Regions from separate parts of the Ovis aries genome. Here region 2 is linked to region 1. A link is a contact called in public Hi-C data. All regions are on one chromosome and are shown on one strand. Each heading gives the region's core, a stretch centred on a gene start, on an enhancer-like site or on the middle of the called end of the contact. The rest is flanking DNA. Distances are from core to core; before and after follow the strand shown.

Region 1 (3,479 bases), core at 148-2,647:
CAGGTTCGATCCCTGGCCAGGGAAGTTCTGCATGCCTCCAAGTGTGGCCAAAATAAAGAAATACTGAATGTTTTCGTTAGGGTTAGTAGAGAATCACATGTGGAAATACAGCCAAGAAGGTGATGTTTTGTTGTTGTTGTTGTTTTTTCCACTTAACACATGTGGAAACCAAACAACAGAACATAACCAAGCTGGTGCAAATTATTTTCAATGTCTGATTTGGATTCTGTTAAAAAATCTTCACTGATTTGGATATTTTGAGTTTGTCAGCTGTCTTCCCTCGCGGTATAACATTGATTGTTCTCAATGTCTTGATTGATTGCTATCAACCTCAACTGGCCTACCCAACTGTGGAGCATCCTCCAGCAAGAAGTCTCCAGCCGAGATCTTTGCAAACCACTTTTGACACATTTCATCAATCACAGCGCCTTCTCCATACACAACACACATCTTTTTGCATTTCAGTTGCATTTTTTTCTTTCTTGAAATAATAAAGCAATATGCCAAAAATGTTGCTTTTTTCTTTCATCTTAAATAGTAAAATGGCTACACAAAAATGAACCAATTTTGCTAAGCTAAGTATTTTTAGTGCATGCTGATATGACAGCTGTCACACTACAATCTAACAAAATTGCTTCGAATGAACTAAGCAGGAAATGGCAACCCACTCCAGTACTCTTGCCTAGAAAATCCCATGGATGGAGGAGCCTGGTGCAGGCTACTGCCCATAGGGTCACAAAGAGTCGGACACGACTAAGCAACTTCACTTTCACGCACTACTACAGACATCTTACATGAAAAAAACCAAAGGAACTCTTTTGGAAACCCAATATTACAACTGGAAAAAAACTAAGTCAAAGTCTCACCCAGAAATGAAGATAAAATTCTCAAGTCCAAAATTCAGGATATTGAAGAAGTATGTCATTCCTGGGCAGTTGGCCTTTGGTGTCGCTGCCTAGAACCCTAGGGTCGGATTCTTTTAAGAGGTACAGTATGGTTTCCCCGTTTTGTGTAAAATGTGAGTTGGAGAAACTGACAAACTACAGGTCCCAGGAACCATAAAACCTGTAGCTACTAACAAAGTATCAGAGTGGTGATGTGGTGCTTCCTGGGAGATGTAGTTTCCCGGGTATTAAAACCAGGGATTCTCACTGGCTAGCCGCAGACCTTTCTTTTAGAAGGTCCGAGCCCACCTAGATTGGCGTGTGTGAGCCTGACCGCCTCCGCGCACGACGTCAGGTTCTGACCCTGCTTCAAGCCACTCCTATTCTTCGGCTGACCTCTGATGGTCACGTGGAGCTCCTCGCCACGCAAGTCTGGGTCCTGCGATCCACCGGGGTCCTTGCTGTCTGGGAGCCGCTCCTAAGCTGCCTGTTCGCGCGAGAGTTCGGAGGGGCGGGTTTGGGGTCGGTCTCCGGTGTGCGACGCGTACTGTAGCGCCTCTGAGCCCTGCTTAGGAATCCACTTAGGACTCGACGAGCTGGCTCAGGCAGTCACCGGGGCACCCCGTGTCTGGAGCGCGCAGGAGCGCTCTGGAGAAGCCTGGACAGCCCCGCTCCCCCGCAGCCAGGTGCTAGGGTCGGGAGCTAAAGTGAGAGTTCGGCTGTCTTCCAGTGCCTGGGCCACGGCGGCGGCCCTGGGAGCAGAGGTGGGATGGATCCGAGTGGCACTGAGGGTCGGGGTTGGACTGGGGCGAAGGCAGTGGTGGGGTCTTTACGAAAGGGGCTGGTGCGCAAGGAGGAATAGCTTATAGGATGGAGGTGGGGATGCAGCAATCTTCGGTGCTGGGTCCAAATAGGTCCTAGTTATTGAGTGCTCTTCTCGCCAGCAAGCCACCTCGCTACCTCTTAGCGAGAATCAGCTACTCTCCTTGCCAGCAGCTCCTCTGTGCCTGTCGTCCTTGCTTAATCCCAGCCACCAACCCATGGCTGCCACATAGCCCTGTGATCCTAGGCAGCCACCGCTTAAGTAACAACATCTGAGGGCTCACCTGTCGACGTAGTATCTGGAACTAAGACCCAAGTCCCAAGCTCACTCTCTCACCCACTGCCCCGGGGCCTCCGGGACATCGAGCGCCGGAACAGAGGAGCCCCTTTGTGTCCAGGCCATTTCCTGGAAAGTAGAGTCAGATCACACTGAGGCCTTTGTAGGCTTGGGATGAGGTATGGGGAGGGGTGGTGGTGGCGGGGATTAGAGGCTGACTGGGTGTCGTGGCGGGCGGGGCGGGGCGGGGCGGGGCAGGGGAATGGAGTAGGCATCTCACACCTATGCTTCAAACCCAGGTGGAGCAACCCCATTGCGTCAAAGATGAAAGGCTGGGGTTGGCTGGCCCTGCTTCTGGGGGCCCTGTTGGGAACTGCCTGGGCCCGGAGGAGCCAGGATCTACACTGTGGAGGTAAAGGCACAGAAGAAATGGGAGGAAGCAGGGTGGGATGGGGAAGATAGAGCCTTGGAGAGGATGGGATCCAAGGCCTGGGAAAAGGATGAGTGGAAGCCCCAGGTTGATTCCTTTCTCCCCCTCTCCCCTTGCATCAGCTTGCAGGGCTCTGGTGGATGAACTTGAGTGGGAAATTGCCCAGGTGGATCCCAAGAAGACCATTCAAATGGGCTCTTTCCGAATCAATCCAGATGGCAGCCAGTCAGTGGTGGAGGTAATTTGACTGTTCCCCCAAATAGCTCACTCTAACTTTGAATGAGAACTCAACTAATGAGATATCTAAAAGATTGGGCTGTTTCATTTGGAAGAGGCTGAAGGCTTGTATCCCATACATTTGCTTCCCTGGCTCCCTAATACCCCAGAAATCCTAATACTTTGTAGAAGTTGTAGAAGTTGTTAGCAGACAGAGAACCTTTTCCATATCAGCCCCCTTTTCCATATCCTTAATCCATGTGACTTGTGTTTTCACTATGACAGTATGGTATACATACATTCATTCATTCAAAATATATATATATATATATATAGGTCTTATCTATATATTTAGGAAATTTGTTTTAGTAGAAAACAATACACACAGACAGAAAGCTGTACCTAGTGAGTATTTGGGAAATGTTAAGGTTATGATGCTTTTGAAATGCTTTAGTAGTTATCTTCAAAGCCTACACTATCTGACTGAAGCAACTTATCTATCTGACTGCATGCAACTGTCTAATGCTCTGGTTTTAAGGGCAGGTATTAGCCTCATTTTAATACCAAAAAAAAAAAAACAAACCTTACAGCCATAAGAATTAAAGAAATTCAAAGGAAGAGAACACATAGTGACCAGGGTTAATCAAAGAGGTCATTTATCTATAATTTGGAAAGATACCTATTTTATTTTTTAGGCTTGTATAATGAGGTAAAATAAGATCACATATTTGAATGGACTTTGTTCTTTAGTTGCTAAGTTGTATCTGACTCTTTGCGACCCCATGGACTGTGGCCCTCCAGGCTCCTCTGTCCATGGGATTTCCCAGGCAAGAATACTGGAGTAGGTTGC
Region 2 (3,807 bases), core at 645-3,144, 160 kb after region 1:
GGGCTTGGGGGGCACTGAGGTCTCTTTAACAAAGGGAGCCAACAGAGTTGGCCACACAAAGTTGCTTCGCAGATAGCTCCAGGGTATGAAATGATGACAGCTGCTGAGGTGGAGAGGAGGAGGGAGGAGAAGAGCACATTCTTTCTGGAGGGGAAGGTCCTGACAAGAAAGAGTTTGAGGAGGAAATCCTGGGATCCTGGCTCCTTTTACCAGCCTTCCTTCTGCCCTTGGAACCACTGCTTCTACACCAAGAGGTGATGCAGGAAGCGGCTCCTGAGTTAGGGAGGGGCCAGAAGAGCTATTCGGGCCCAGGCTGGTGTCTTCTTTCTTTTTAATCAGTGTGACTCCTTTCATGGAAAGGAAGTGTACCTGTGCTTTATACTGGGGAAGGAGGAGGGGTAGTCGCTTTAGGACAAAGATTAATTTCTCTGATGAGGAGGAGAAACAGAAACAGTTGCTGCCTGGGCTCCAAGTCCTGTGGGACCATTGCTCCCCCTTTCTCCTCCCTAGTTCAGAGTCTGGGAAGCATGGCTATGTCTGCCAAGTGTCAACTTTAATTTCCCCCAGGCGGGCAGCTGTGCTGGGAGGAGCGGGAAGGGAGGGCCCGGGAGGGGCTGGGTAACGGCCTGGGCACCTGCAAGGCCTGAGAGAAGCCATCCGGGCCCCTCACCACAGCAGAGGGGGCGAAGAAAACGGGTCCTGGCTTCAACCCAGCAAGCGCAGCCCGCAGTCCGGAAAAGGGTGGGGCCGGTCAGGGGCCGTGGAGTGTCGGCAGCGGGCACTGCAGCAGTCGCATGCGCCCCCCCCTCCCGCCGCCGCCGCCAGCACCCCCGCCCTTCGTCCAGCAGCCGCCTCCGCTGCTCAATGGCCCAGCCACCCCAGGCTAAAAAGAAGAGGGTCGGAGGGTCTGTCCAGGTGCGGGGCCTCGACTGGTCAATGCTCCCAGGGCGGGTCTCAGGGTACTCGAGGATAAGAGCGGGAAAGGGGAGAAAAACCTTATGGCCTTAAATGGGTATTAAAAAAAAAAAAAAGTCTTGGGGAAGACAGGAAAGAGGAGGAAACCCTCTGAGCCGCCACCGGAACGGGGATGCCCAGGAGCACAGTGAATGGCACCAGAAACAAGGAGGGGCATTGGAATGGTAGGTTGGAGGAAGAACCACGCCTGAGACAGGCTTCCCAGATGTTATTACTGTTCTTGCCTAAGCGTGGAGGAAGAAGTCCTGATTTTGTGGAAGAATCGGGATCCGGCCGTGCGGAAGGGGGTGGATAGTCGCTCTCACGAGTGGCGCGTCCCAGCAAGCAGGCGGCTAGCTGGCCAAAGGGGTAAATCTGGGGCTCATCGTCCCAAGGTGGGGAGCTGACTTTAAGATAGGGAGAGCCCTCGAACTGAGGCGCTAAAGGGGGGCTATTCTGCACTGAGGATTGAAGGTGGTCGCTCACCCAGGCAGGTAGCTCTCGATGGCTCATGTAAAGAGTTTTCGCCGTAAGCCGTTCTTCATCGTCCAGCAGCTGCCGCGCGACTCGAAGGCTCCGTTCTTTCTCCTCGCGGACCCGGCGCCAGCCCAGATAGAGGGCGAGGCCGAAGAGCACAAAACCCACGCTGAGTCCCATTGCCCCGGCCAGGTACACCGGCACCAGCACCAGCAACCGCCGCCCGAACGAAGTCAGCACCGCCAAGGCCTCACCCGCCGCTCCTGGGCCAGCAGGTTGGTCCCCAGAACTCTGCTCTGGCTTTGCGTGAGCAGTGGGGGGCTGGTCAGGGGGGTCGGAGGGAGGGTAGGGCTGGTCCACCGGGCTGGGGCTGGGGCTGGAGCCGTCTCCAGGAGAGGGCTCCATGCTGCCACCTCAGGGAGGACCCGCCCAACCCAGAGATCAGATAGAGGTTGCTTAGTTTTGAGACTAGCTCCCCGGCTTACAAACCATAAACCCCAGAATGGGGGAGGGGATATCAAGCCACGCCCCTTCGTTCTGACTATTTGGGTTGGTCCGCACCGCATAAACGAAGGTGGAGTCAAAAGCTCGAAAAGCCCCCTTCCGCGAGGAGGGGGAAAGGGCTCGGGAGAAGCAGGACCTTCCTGATTGGACCTGAGTGTCAAGATGGGCGGCCCGGGATGGCGGGAAAAGGAGGTAAAGGCTAAAGACTACCATATGATTAGTTAAAAAGAGGAGGAGGCGTGGCTACCATTTAAAGCGGAGAGGCGGGACCAGGAGCTCCCCCACGTGGGATTGGCGTGCCTGTAGTATGACGTCATGCGGAGCCGCACCGCTAATTACTCGGTTTTAGAGGTAGATTGAGTAGCGAAGTTGAGGGGTTATGGAGGGTCGGGATTTCCTTCCACTCTGTTCAGACGATTTGGCAGAACTTGGTCTGGGATTCCTACGTGTTAATTTGTCTCGTTTCCCTTGTTTTCATTCTTTAAGCATATTCCTTATCCTTCCACTTTTTTTCTGGCTGTCCTTACAAAAGGAAAGGAAATTACCCTATTTGGAATGAAAGTGTTCAGTGACCTACCCTATCTTGTTCCCAGTCTTCTGCCTCGTCTATGTAATGACAGCCTCTGGAAAACAAAAAACTGGAAAGTCTGAAAAGTAGAGTTTAGATAATTCAGACTTCAGGCAAGGAGTTGGGGGGGAGGAGGTGGAAAGCAGGGTGAATAGGAAGTGAAGTTTTTTTATCTTTAGAAATCTCCAAGTATGTCCATTCTGCCTCCAAGAATTAGTCATCTCTATTTTAAAGAGATTAAAACTAAACTGGATCCAAAGGGAGATGGGGGCTCAGCTGTAGCAGAAGTGATTATATTTTCCAAGAATTTCTGACTTTGAGGAACCACTAGGACACTAAAATGGATAATCAAGAGTAATGAGACAATTCTGTTTCTCATTTGCCTGTGTTACAAGGAAGGTTTAGAATATAGTCAGATGTGGAATTCAGTGCTACACTGCACTGTGTAGGTTTAGGAATGAAAAAATTCAGGGTACACTGAATGAGGACTCTTGTTACCCGTTAACTGGACTTAAAGTGTTGTCTAGGGACTTAGAAACTGGGCTGATTGGAAGCCCAGGAGGAGCGGATTGGCCATGATTACTTTTTAATGCAATATATGTGGGGCTTGTGTTACTGTTTGATTTGCAGCTGTTAAAATTTTTATTTAGCTCTGCAGGGCATAGATTTCATCAGGCTATGTTTCATCAAAGCTGTTTAAAACTTATCCCTGCCCAGCCTTCCTCCCTTAAATTTTCTCACTTCCCTTTCTGTACTTCTCTGAAACAATAACTAAACTGCTTCTTTCAATTTGCAGAACTGTATAAAGAACAATTTTCTGTCTATGTTCTCCATATCCTGAGATGAACAGGTATAAAAGGAGTTCAAGGGGTTATTTCTGATTCCTTGGAGGAAGTAAGAATGATTGGTCTGCCCACCAGCTGATGAAACAGAACCACAGCAGGAAAATGGATGAACATCCTTAGAGGAAAACCTTTCTAATAAAACTAAAATTTGCCAAATACTGGAGTAGAGGGAAGGAGTCCCTTAGGCTGGGAGATGAAGAGGGTGACTTACGGAAGTTCCTTTCCAAACTTTTCCCATTTCTCATCCTATCCAGATCAGACCCTCCTACTGAAGACAGTGTGTGGAGAACAAAAGCTCATCCTCAGGAAGGTCTCTTCGCAACTGCCACCCAGCAACCACAGAATCAGCAGCTGCAATGCAGGCACCAGAACAAGTAAACAGGGTGGGTCCCCACCCATTGACAATTCTGCTGCCCAGGTGCCACCTGGTGGTGATAAGCAGTAAGTGGGTAACAGGAA

Evidence for each region. A called contact is a pair of places that touch in the nucleus more often than the background predicts.
Region 2: a Hi-C map of liver shows a contact between it and region 1, with 3 times the contacts expected there. The contact joins the promoter of ESYT1 here to the promoter of CNPY2 in region 1. A contact is called at or near these places in 4 of 16 Hi-C or Micro-C datasets (liver, muscle, skin fibroblasts and 1 more).

What each region holds. Positions count from the first base shown.
Region 1 is chr3:163,248,132-163,251,610 of ARS-UI_Ramb_v3.0, forward strand. CNPY2 (canopy FGF signaling regulator 2) reads left to right here and starts at 1,398. Exons shown (of 6, transcript XM_004006583.5): 1 at 1,398-1,648; 2 at 2,283-2,395; 3 at 2,536-2,651. The coding sequence starts at 2,308.
Region 2 is chr3:163,411,418-163,415,224 of ARS-UI_Ramb_v3.0, forward strand. It overlaps ESYT1 (extended synaptotagmin 1), which reads right to left and starts at 1,895. Exons shown (of 31, transcript XM_004006594.6): 1 at 1,441-1,895. The coding sequence starts at 1,836. LOC121819276 (a long non-coding RNA gene) reads left to right here. Exons shown (of 3, transcript XR_009599954.1): 1 at 1-2,127; 2 at 3,603-3,807.